Linked DNA regions of Mus musculus: region 2 is linked to region 1. Evidence: chromatin contacts called from public Hi-C data. All regions are on one chromosome and are shown on one strand. Each heading gives the region's core, a stretch centred on a gene start, on an enhancer-like site or on the middle of the called end of the contact. The rest is flanking DNA. Distances are from core to core; before and after follow the strand shown. Region 1 has its middle 17 kb from the start of 9330175E14Rik. Region 2 overlaps Nlrc5 (NLR family, CARD domain containing 5).

What was found. A called contact is a pair of places that touch in the nucleus more often than the background predicts.
Region 2: a contact with region 1 is called in a Hi-C map of the G1E-ER4 cell line, with 1.7 times the contacts expected there. The contact joins two enhancer-like sites. A contact is called at or near these places in 8 of 39 promoter capture datasets (3T3-L1-derived adipocytes, the HPC-7 cell line, HPC-7-derived erythroid cells and 4 more), 3 of 15 datasets of contacts at CTCF or cohesin (CD8 T cells, large pre-B cells and pro-B cells), 60 of 484 Hi-C or Micro-C datasets (the 63-12 cell line, the AML12 cell line, B cells and 35 more), 5 of 115 datasets of contacts at active chromatin or transcription factors (CD8 T cells, bone marrow-derived dendritic cells, embryonic stem cells and 1 more) and 1 of 9 other capture datasets (pancreatic islet).

The regions. Positions count from the first base shown.
Region 1 is chr8:94,416,339-94,420,059 of GRCm38.p6, reverse strand. No RefSeq gene overlaps it. Among named protein-coding and RNA genes, the nearest start is that of 9330175E14Rik, 17 kb to the left of the region's middle. Within about 2 kb of position 1,814, at least 57 of the 459 cell types and tissues checked have an H3K27ac peak or open chromatin away from gene starts, as enhancers often do. A contact at or near this core is called in the G1E-ER4 cell line, where this site is marked.
Region 2 is chr8:94,490,747-94,494,467 of GRCm38.p6, reverse strand. It overlaps Nlrc5 (NLR family, CARD domain containing 5), which reads right to left. Exons shown (of 49, transcript NM_001033207.3): 17 at 3,560-3,643; 18 at 2,898-2,987; 19 at 2,093-2,137; 20 at 1,350-1,427; 21 at 115-198. Among named protein-coding and RNA genes, the nearest start is that of Mir7072, 12 kb to the left of the region's middle. Within about 2 kb of position 1,882, at least 62 of the 459 cell types and tissues checked have an H3K27ac peak or open chromatin away from gene starts, as enhancers often do. A contact at or near this core is called in the G1E-ER4 cell line, where this site is marked.

The DNA of each region.
Region 1 (3,721 bases), core at 565-3,064:
CCCATCCTTTCCTGGAGCCCACACTTAGAAGACATAACCTCAGGAATACCGATTGTGGAGATCACCAACCAACGGGAAACTCTGGATGAACTTGGAGCTGCTCTGCCAATCAAGAGGCCCATGGTGAGTGCTCCTCAGATCACAGAAGCGACCCATGAGACAGACAGATGGCCACAGAGCCTCAGCCAGCACTTGTTCATGAGCCCATAAGAATGTGCATCTGAACCCAGGCCCTCTGCTCCTTCACAGAGGTCCCTTCTCAGCTAAGGTTGTTAGCCCGTTCAAGAAGGGAAGCTGGTGCCTGGAAGAGGTGTCTATCCAGTATCCCCTTGTTGGGAGCCGCCCTCACATTCTCCGTTACAAGATGGCGCTGACATCCTGTGTTCTAAGTGGTAAACAAATAATCTGCGCATGTGCCAAGGGTAGTTCTCCACCCCATGTGCTCTGCCTTCCCCGTGACGACAACTTGGCCGATGGGCTGCAGCCAATCAGGGAGTAATACGTCCTAGGCGGAGAATAATTCTCCTTAAAAAGGGACGGGGTCTCGCCATTCGCTCTCTTGCACTCTTGCTTTTGCTCTTGCACTCTTACGCTCTTGCGCTCTGGCTCCTAAAGATGTAAGCAATAGAGCTCTTGCTCTCTTGCACACTTGCTCCTGAAGATGTAAGCAATAAAGTTTTGCCGCAGAAGATTCTGGTTTGCTGCGTCTTTCCTGGCCGGTCGCGAACGCGTGTAAGATCCCCTAGCTTCTCATTTCCCCACAAACAATCTTTCTTTTGGCAGAGAGTAGGAGAAAAGTTAGACAAGAGACTTGGAGGGTCCTATTGCCTGATTTCCTTTAAAGCTTCTCTCTTCTTTGACCGAGAGGCAGAGAAAAGATAAAGGCTAGGATTGGAGTGGTTCCGTGATGGAGCACCTGTTGAGGCCACACAGTACCTGATTCCACAATGTGGGTAAGAGGGGATTGAAAAGGCAAAACTGAAGAAAGTTCCCCCGCGTCTGTGGGGACTTTCAACCCTGTTCCCTGTCAACACACCCAACTGTTTCTTCCTGTTTCAATGGCCAGGACCTTCCTGAGTCACTTCCATCCTCCACCTCCAAAGCCAAGGTCCCCCAGGGAGCTGAGATGTCCTCTGCTGGTAGCTGGAGGTGTTTCACACTCTGGAGACCCCGGACCCTGGAGAGCTGTGTCTCCAGGACTGTTCCCATGGTCTGGAGTGCCAGCATTAGGAACAAGGAGTGAATCAGGAATGCACATTCTTGGGTCATACATAATAGCTATGAGCCAGACACTCTGAGGATGGGCCTGCATCCCCAGAAATCTGTGCTCTGCCAGCCTCTCTGAGTTATGCTCAGAACATGTCAATGCTTGAGACCCAGGTACCAAATGGCCTTCAAATAGACTTAATGTTGACTTAAAGTTACCTAAGTATGTTCACTGGCCATAGTTTTAAAATCTAAAGCTCTGGGGAAAATTTAAAAGGTACAGTTTTTCGCATGAATGGCCATTTACTCTCTCTCTGACCCCTAGGCTATGTGCTTCATGAAGTCAGGATTCATATGGCCTGAGCCACAGTAAGAATTCATGGTGTTAAAAGAAAGGGGTTAGTGTGTCGAGAACACACAATTTATTGACTCAAGGACAAATGTAAACTGAGACCCTGAAAAAAAAAATCTCCTGTTGTTCCATGCTTCCAGAGCCGTCTCTAGTCAGGAAAGGGATACGCCCACAATCTCGCTAAGACTACTCCCACCAGGACTCAGTTTAACGTCCCCTCGATCTAGCCAGACTACACCAGTACCAGCTATGTAGCTGGCTCCACCCAAACAGCCTTCTGTGTGTCAACTTCCTCCTTTGCCCTCTGAGCCTACTGACACAGTCTCAGCCTACCCTCAGCTCCATCTGCAAGTCTCACTCCAAATACCCACACTGGGATATCTCTCGCCACCAAGACGTTAACCTGCGGTCCCTGAGGATCTAACGAGTACAGCTTGCTGGAAGTGTTCTCACCCAACATCCTGAGTGATACCAGTTCCTGAAGGCCACTAATGTGCACAGCCAAGTCCATAAACAGGAGGGAACCTCCGGGAACAGAGAGAGAGAAAGAGACTGGGGAAGTCAGGGGAGGAGGATGAAGTGTGACATCTGGGGAGACAATGGCTTGATAGGTGCCAACTGTGGTCTTTGCTTGGCCAAACTTTGGTCAAGTTCCTAAGAACCATTGCCTACACTATCAGGCAACCCTCCCCTATCTGACCAGGGCGACTCATCCTCCACTTGATCTTATGAGGGTGATATCTAACCACACTGGCCACCTTCAGCAAAGACCCTGTTGGGTCAGTTCTAGCAGGCTCTTCCCCAACTCCCTGCCCTTACCCTTGGGTATCAATTCCCACTTGGCCAAGCCTTATTTGGAGTTAAGCCTAGTAGCTGTCTACTACCCAGTTCCTTAAAGACACTGCAGTGGACCCTGTCCTTACAGACATTCCCCCTACCCCCCCCCCACGCTCTTGCATCCCCCCATTCCTCCCCCCCTCCGTCCCCCCCTCCACTAACAAGCATCACTGATTTTTTTCCTATAAAGTACTGGGAATTTCTCAGGTTCTTAAAAACACAATAAAGTTATGAAAGCAGAACAAGACAAAAGCCTGGGAACTTTTCAAAAGTCTGAAGGTCACATGCTCCATGGTCTGGAGATCAGTGGGAAAAAAAAAGAATGACGTTCCGATGAAGTCTGGAGTCACTAAGAGCTCAGCAGTGGTGATCTACAACCAACACAGCTTGTTTATGGAAAGATTAATACTGTACATTGGGTATGGAACATTTTGTCATGTCTTTGTAACTTTTATTCAAATCTAAAGTTATTAGAAAAAATTAATGAGTTGGGGCTAGCAAGATGGATCAGTGTGTATGTGAATTTCTCACCAAGCCTGACCACTGGACTTCAGTCCCTGGGACGCCCAGGGTAGAAAAAGAATTAGCTCTAAAAGTTGTTCTCTGACGTCCAGATATAGGCCATGGTGGACTGATGTGTGTGTGTGTGTCTGTGCACCCATACACGCTAACTGATTAAACTTTCCTTACATTCTTATTTACTTCATGTGTGTCCCCCACCTGCATGCTATGTGCATGTGTACAGATCAGAGGACGACTTACAGAAACTGACTTTCTCCTTCCACCATGCGGGTCACAGGAATTGAACTGAGTTATCTCTTTGGCCTGATAAAAATATTTTAAAGAAATTGCAGATACCTTTAAGCCCAGCACTTGGGAGGTAGAGGCAGATGGTTCTCTGTGAATACAAGGTCAACTTGGTCTACAGTGCAAGTTTCAGGATAGCCAGTGCTGCACAGAGAAACCCTATCTCTAAAAAACCCAATCACCATCACCACCACCACCATCACCACCACCATCACCATCATCATCATCACCACCACCACCACCATCATCATCATCGATAAAATGTAAAAATAAGGAGTTGGTTTGTTGTTGTTTTTAAGAAATGGGATTCCCCCAAAGGAATCCCATTCTAGACTTCATAGAGAGGTGTGGGTGTGGCCCCAGGTCTTGGTTTGTTTGTTTGTTTTTTCGAGACAGGGTTTCTATGGATAGCCCTGGCTGTCCTGGAACTCACTTTGTAGACCAGGCTGGCCTCGAACTCAGAAATACGCCTTCCTCTGCCTCCTGAGTGCTGGGAGGGACAGGTTTTCATTACTTTTG
Region 2 (3,721 bases), core at 633-3,132, 74 kb before region 1:
CTGGTGGAAGAAGGCCGTCAAAGATTTATCAAGTCTCCCCTATAAGCCCTCACCCAGTTTTCTGCACAGCCACCCAGCCACCCTGTGCACTCCGGGTTTTGTCTTATTACTTACTGGACTTCCAGAGGCCCTGGGCTCTTCTCCAGAGTGGCACAGAGGAAGGTAAGGCTCGTGGGTTCCAACTGACACTCTTGAAGGCTGAGAGAGGGAAGAGGATGGGGCTTCAGAGAGGACCCTTCTTCTATCAGACACCCTCCCCAGAACTGCAGGCCTCAGGTGCCTCTCCTATGCCCCGCAGAGCACACTCCCCTTCCCAACTCTCCTGTGACCAGCCATCACGATATCTACATCAAAGCTGCTCCACGTGGTGACTCCTCTCTGTCCACCACCTCTGCCGGAGCCCAGGCCTCATCTTCACTCACCTGGATTCCTTATCACCTCTGACTTCCACTCTCGATGTCACAATCCATCACCACCCTCTGAGGGTCTCACCTTTTTTTTAATTTGTAAAATGTGTTTTGCCTGCATGCATACACATGCACCAAGTGCATGCCTGCTGCCCACGGAAGACGGTGTCAGACCCCCTGTTATTGGAGGTAGGGATGGTTGTGACCTGCTGTGTGAATACTGGGAACCGAACCCAAGTCCTCTGCAAGAGCAGTGAGTGCTCTTAACTGCTGGATCCTTTCTCCAGTTCGTGTTTGATCTTTCAACACTGAGAATCTAATGGGGCCTCCCCACTGCTCAAAATCCACTGCTTAAAGCCCTCAGTGGTTCCTTAGTACCCTTAAGTAAAAACTGAACACCCCGCCCAAGCTCTGCTGCTATGTGCTCTAGCTACACTGCAATGCTTCCAGACGTGCCCTCATCCTGGCCTTTGTTCATGTTGCCTCTCCTGCCTGGGGCATGACAAGTTCCCTCTGAATAGCTCTGTTGGCACCAGCTTAGGCATCTCTTACTTAGGCAGCTCTGATGGGAGAATGCCAGGTCTCAGGAAGGTCTTCTAGCCCCTTGTGGCCTAGTTGGGAAATCCCCTAGATCCCCTTGTGGCCAGACTTTTCTGGAGTATGACATAAACCCCTTTCTAGAAATGAAAGTCTCAAAAGCAGACAGAGAGAGAGTCAGGGTGGGGGAGAGTGGGTTTCCAGTGTGTTTCAGAGATATGACAATCTTCTCTTAGGAGAGTGTCAGGCCTTAGCTCCACTGAGGTGATCCAAAGGGCCCAGCAACCCCCAGAGCTAGGTCCCCTGTCCTTTTCTTTTCCCATCTCTCAAACTCTTTTAATTTATAACCCCGAGCTCCTGGCTCTGCCCAATCCCTGACCCCTAAAGAAAAGTGGGAAACAGTACCAGAAGCTCCGGGAGGTGTACCGCTGACTCAGCTCCAGTACCTGGACTCCAGTCTGGAATTTTGGTTCTAGTGCATCCCTTGGAGGGGGAAAAGCATAGCAAAAAGAAAGCTTGAGCCACACCTGGGGGGCTCCCACGCCCTCAGGACTTCCACACCTGGAAGGGATCTGGAGATTTGATTCCAGCCAGGCCCCTCATTGTTCAGGTGGAGGAACTGAGATCCATGAAAGGGAAGCTGGGGCGAGGAAAATCAACAATTCACACCCGTCCAGGGCAGCCCCCAACCAGGTGAGTGGAGACAGAATGGAGTGCCTCCCCTGCCACCACTTTGTCAAAACCGTATTTCTGTCTCCCTGATCCACAATTCTTTTGCCCTGAGATCCCGCAGAGACCCTAAGCTAGGGAACCAAGAGCACCTAAGCCAGGGGCTAGCCTGGCTTCTGATCGCCTGCGTTAGCTGTGGTGAAGTCACTGCCCAGCTGTGTGGACAGCCTCCAGGGTTCGGGCCATGACGCCTGTTGCCACCAGGGGGCAGCTGGAAGAGCCTGTGAAGTGCTAAATTGGAGTTAGCCTGGTTTTGCAGGGGCTTGCTGACTAGTTAGCCAAGCTGCCCCAGAGACCTCGCCAGACCTGGCGGTCATTCTTGGGCACCAAAATGTCTGTCAGGGTGGAGATTGTGCATCCACAAGAAGCAGGAATCAGAGCTACAGGCTAGCTCGACTGCCCAAATCTCCTCTCCTCACCTGCTGGTCCCAGCTCCTCGAAGGAAGATGCAGTCACTCTCAAGGCTAAAAGCGAAGAGGAGGAAGCTGGTTGAGAAGAGGCCAAGGGTCCCCTCCCGAGAAGGGCTTAAGGGACCAGGAGATAGCCTGCCACCCAGGGACTATAGTAACAATGGATCAATCGACAGCCACGGTTAGTCTTGGTTGCAGGGCTCTTGGCCTATTATTTCAGCGCCCTCTCGTGGTAAAGCAGGAGAGAAGGCAGGCTTCCATGCTCTATCCAAATAAGGACATAAGAACCCTAACGTTAAGGACCAGCATTGGCCACCTGCCACCACACCTCTATTCTTAGGATTCTCAGGGAAGGAGGAGAAAGGCAGAGGGTTTTTACAGGCTTTTTATATGGGGGAGATCCAGGGCTGTGGGTTGGCTGGTGCCTTCCCCTCCAGCTTCATAAACTCTGGAGATGCCAGTTAAGCCAGTCCCTGAGCCCCGAAGGCCACCAGCCAGCCCCTAGTTTGCTCAGGAGTATCTAAGGACAACCTGGAGGGTAAGGGAGAGTGGAAAGATGTTTGTCCCAAGGAGAGTTTGGAGAAATTTGATTGTTCCTGGTACCATGGAGCCACAAACTTTACTGATTCATTCATTCATTCGTTCGTTTGTCCATTCGTTCATTCATTTATTTCATTCACTAATCCTAGCACACCTTCACTGCACCTGGTATCATCTAAGATCCTGAGGATGACCCCAAATGACCTGTAAAAATGAGGCCTCAGCAGGGGCTTATGAGAGGAGGGAGAGGGTGGGGGACAGGGCAGCCACTCACCTGACATCTAAGTGGAACACCCACTGCAGGGAAGACAGACACTGGACCAAGCTAAAGACAGCATCCATGGACAAGCCATTCCTGCTGAGGCTGAGGATCACACAGTGACAGTGGTGAAGGACTCAGACACGCTCTCTGAATTTCAGAGCACAGGGCCAGTGATGGGAGTGTCTCTGGCCGCAGATGGCAGACCCCAGTGAACCCCCAGGTGACCATCACAACCCTCCCCCCCAACTTCACTGCACAGCTGTGGAGATGAGCTAGGCAGGTAGGAACTTGCTCAAGGTGACAACTGGAGCCCAGAGCGCCCTCTGAACTCTATTTTGCCGCCTGATAAGGGAATGGCGGGACTCAGGGTAAATTAAAAATGGGAGGAGACTCCTTAACAGGAGCGGGAGGAAAGCTATCTCTTCTCCAAGGAGACACAAAGGAGCTGCTTGGAGAAGGCCTGAAGCAAACGGCGGGGCCCTGAGTTCTTTGAAGTAAGTCAGTGTTTAGTCAAGCCAGGGGGAGGCCTTGTTGAACACTTGCCTGTGTGTTGCTGTGGGAAGAGGGCTCATACGCACTTTCTGGTTACATCTTTACTGTATCCAGAAGAAGACCCGAACAACCCCTCTCACTGGTGGGAACCCAGAGGCCTTGGGGGGTGGTTAGTTGCTTACTTCAAGGACTTCAGGGGACCCAGTCCTGGGAGCAGCTCGGTTAGCAGGATCACTCCTTTGCCCCCCAAAGAGTTGTCTGATAGGCTGGAAAGGAAGAAGCAAAGGTTAGTGGAGGATGTAGGTTCTGCTTTGGCAGCAGTGTGGTCACCTGGTTCCTGGGAC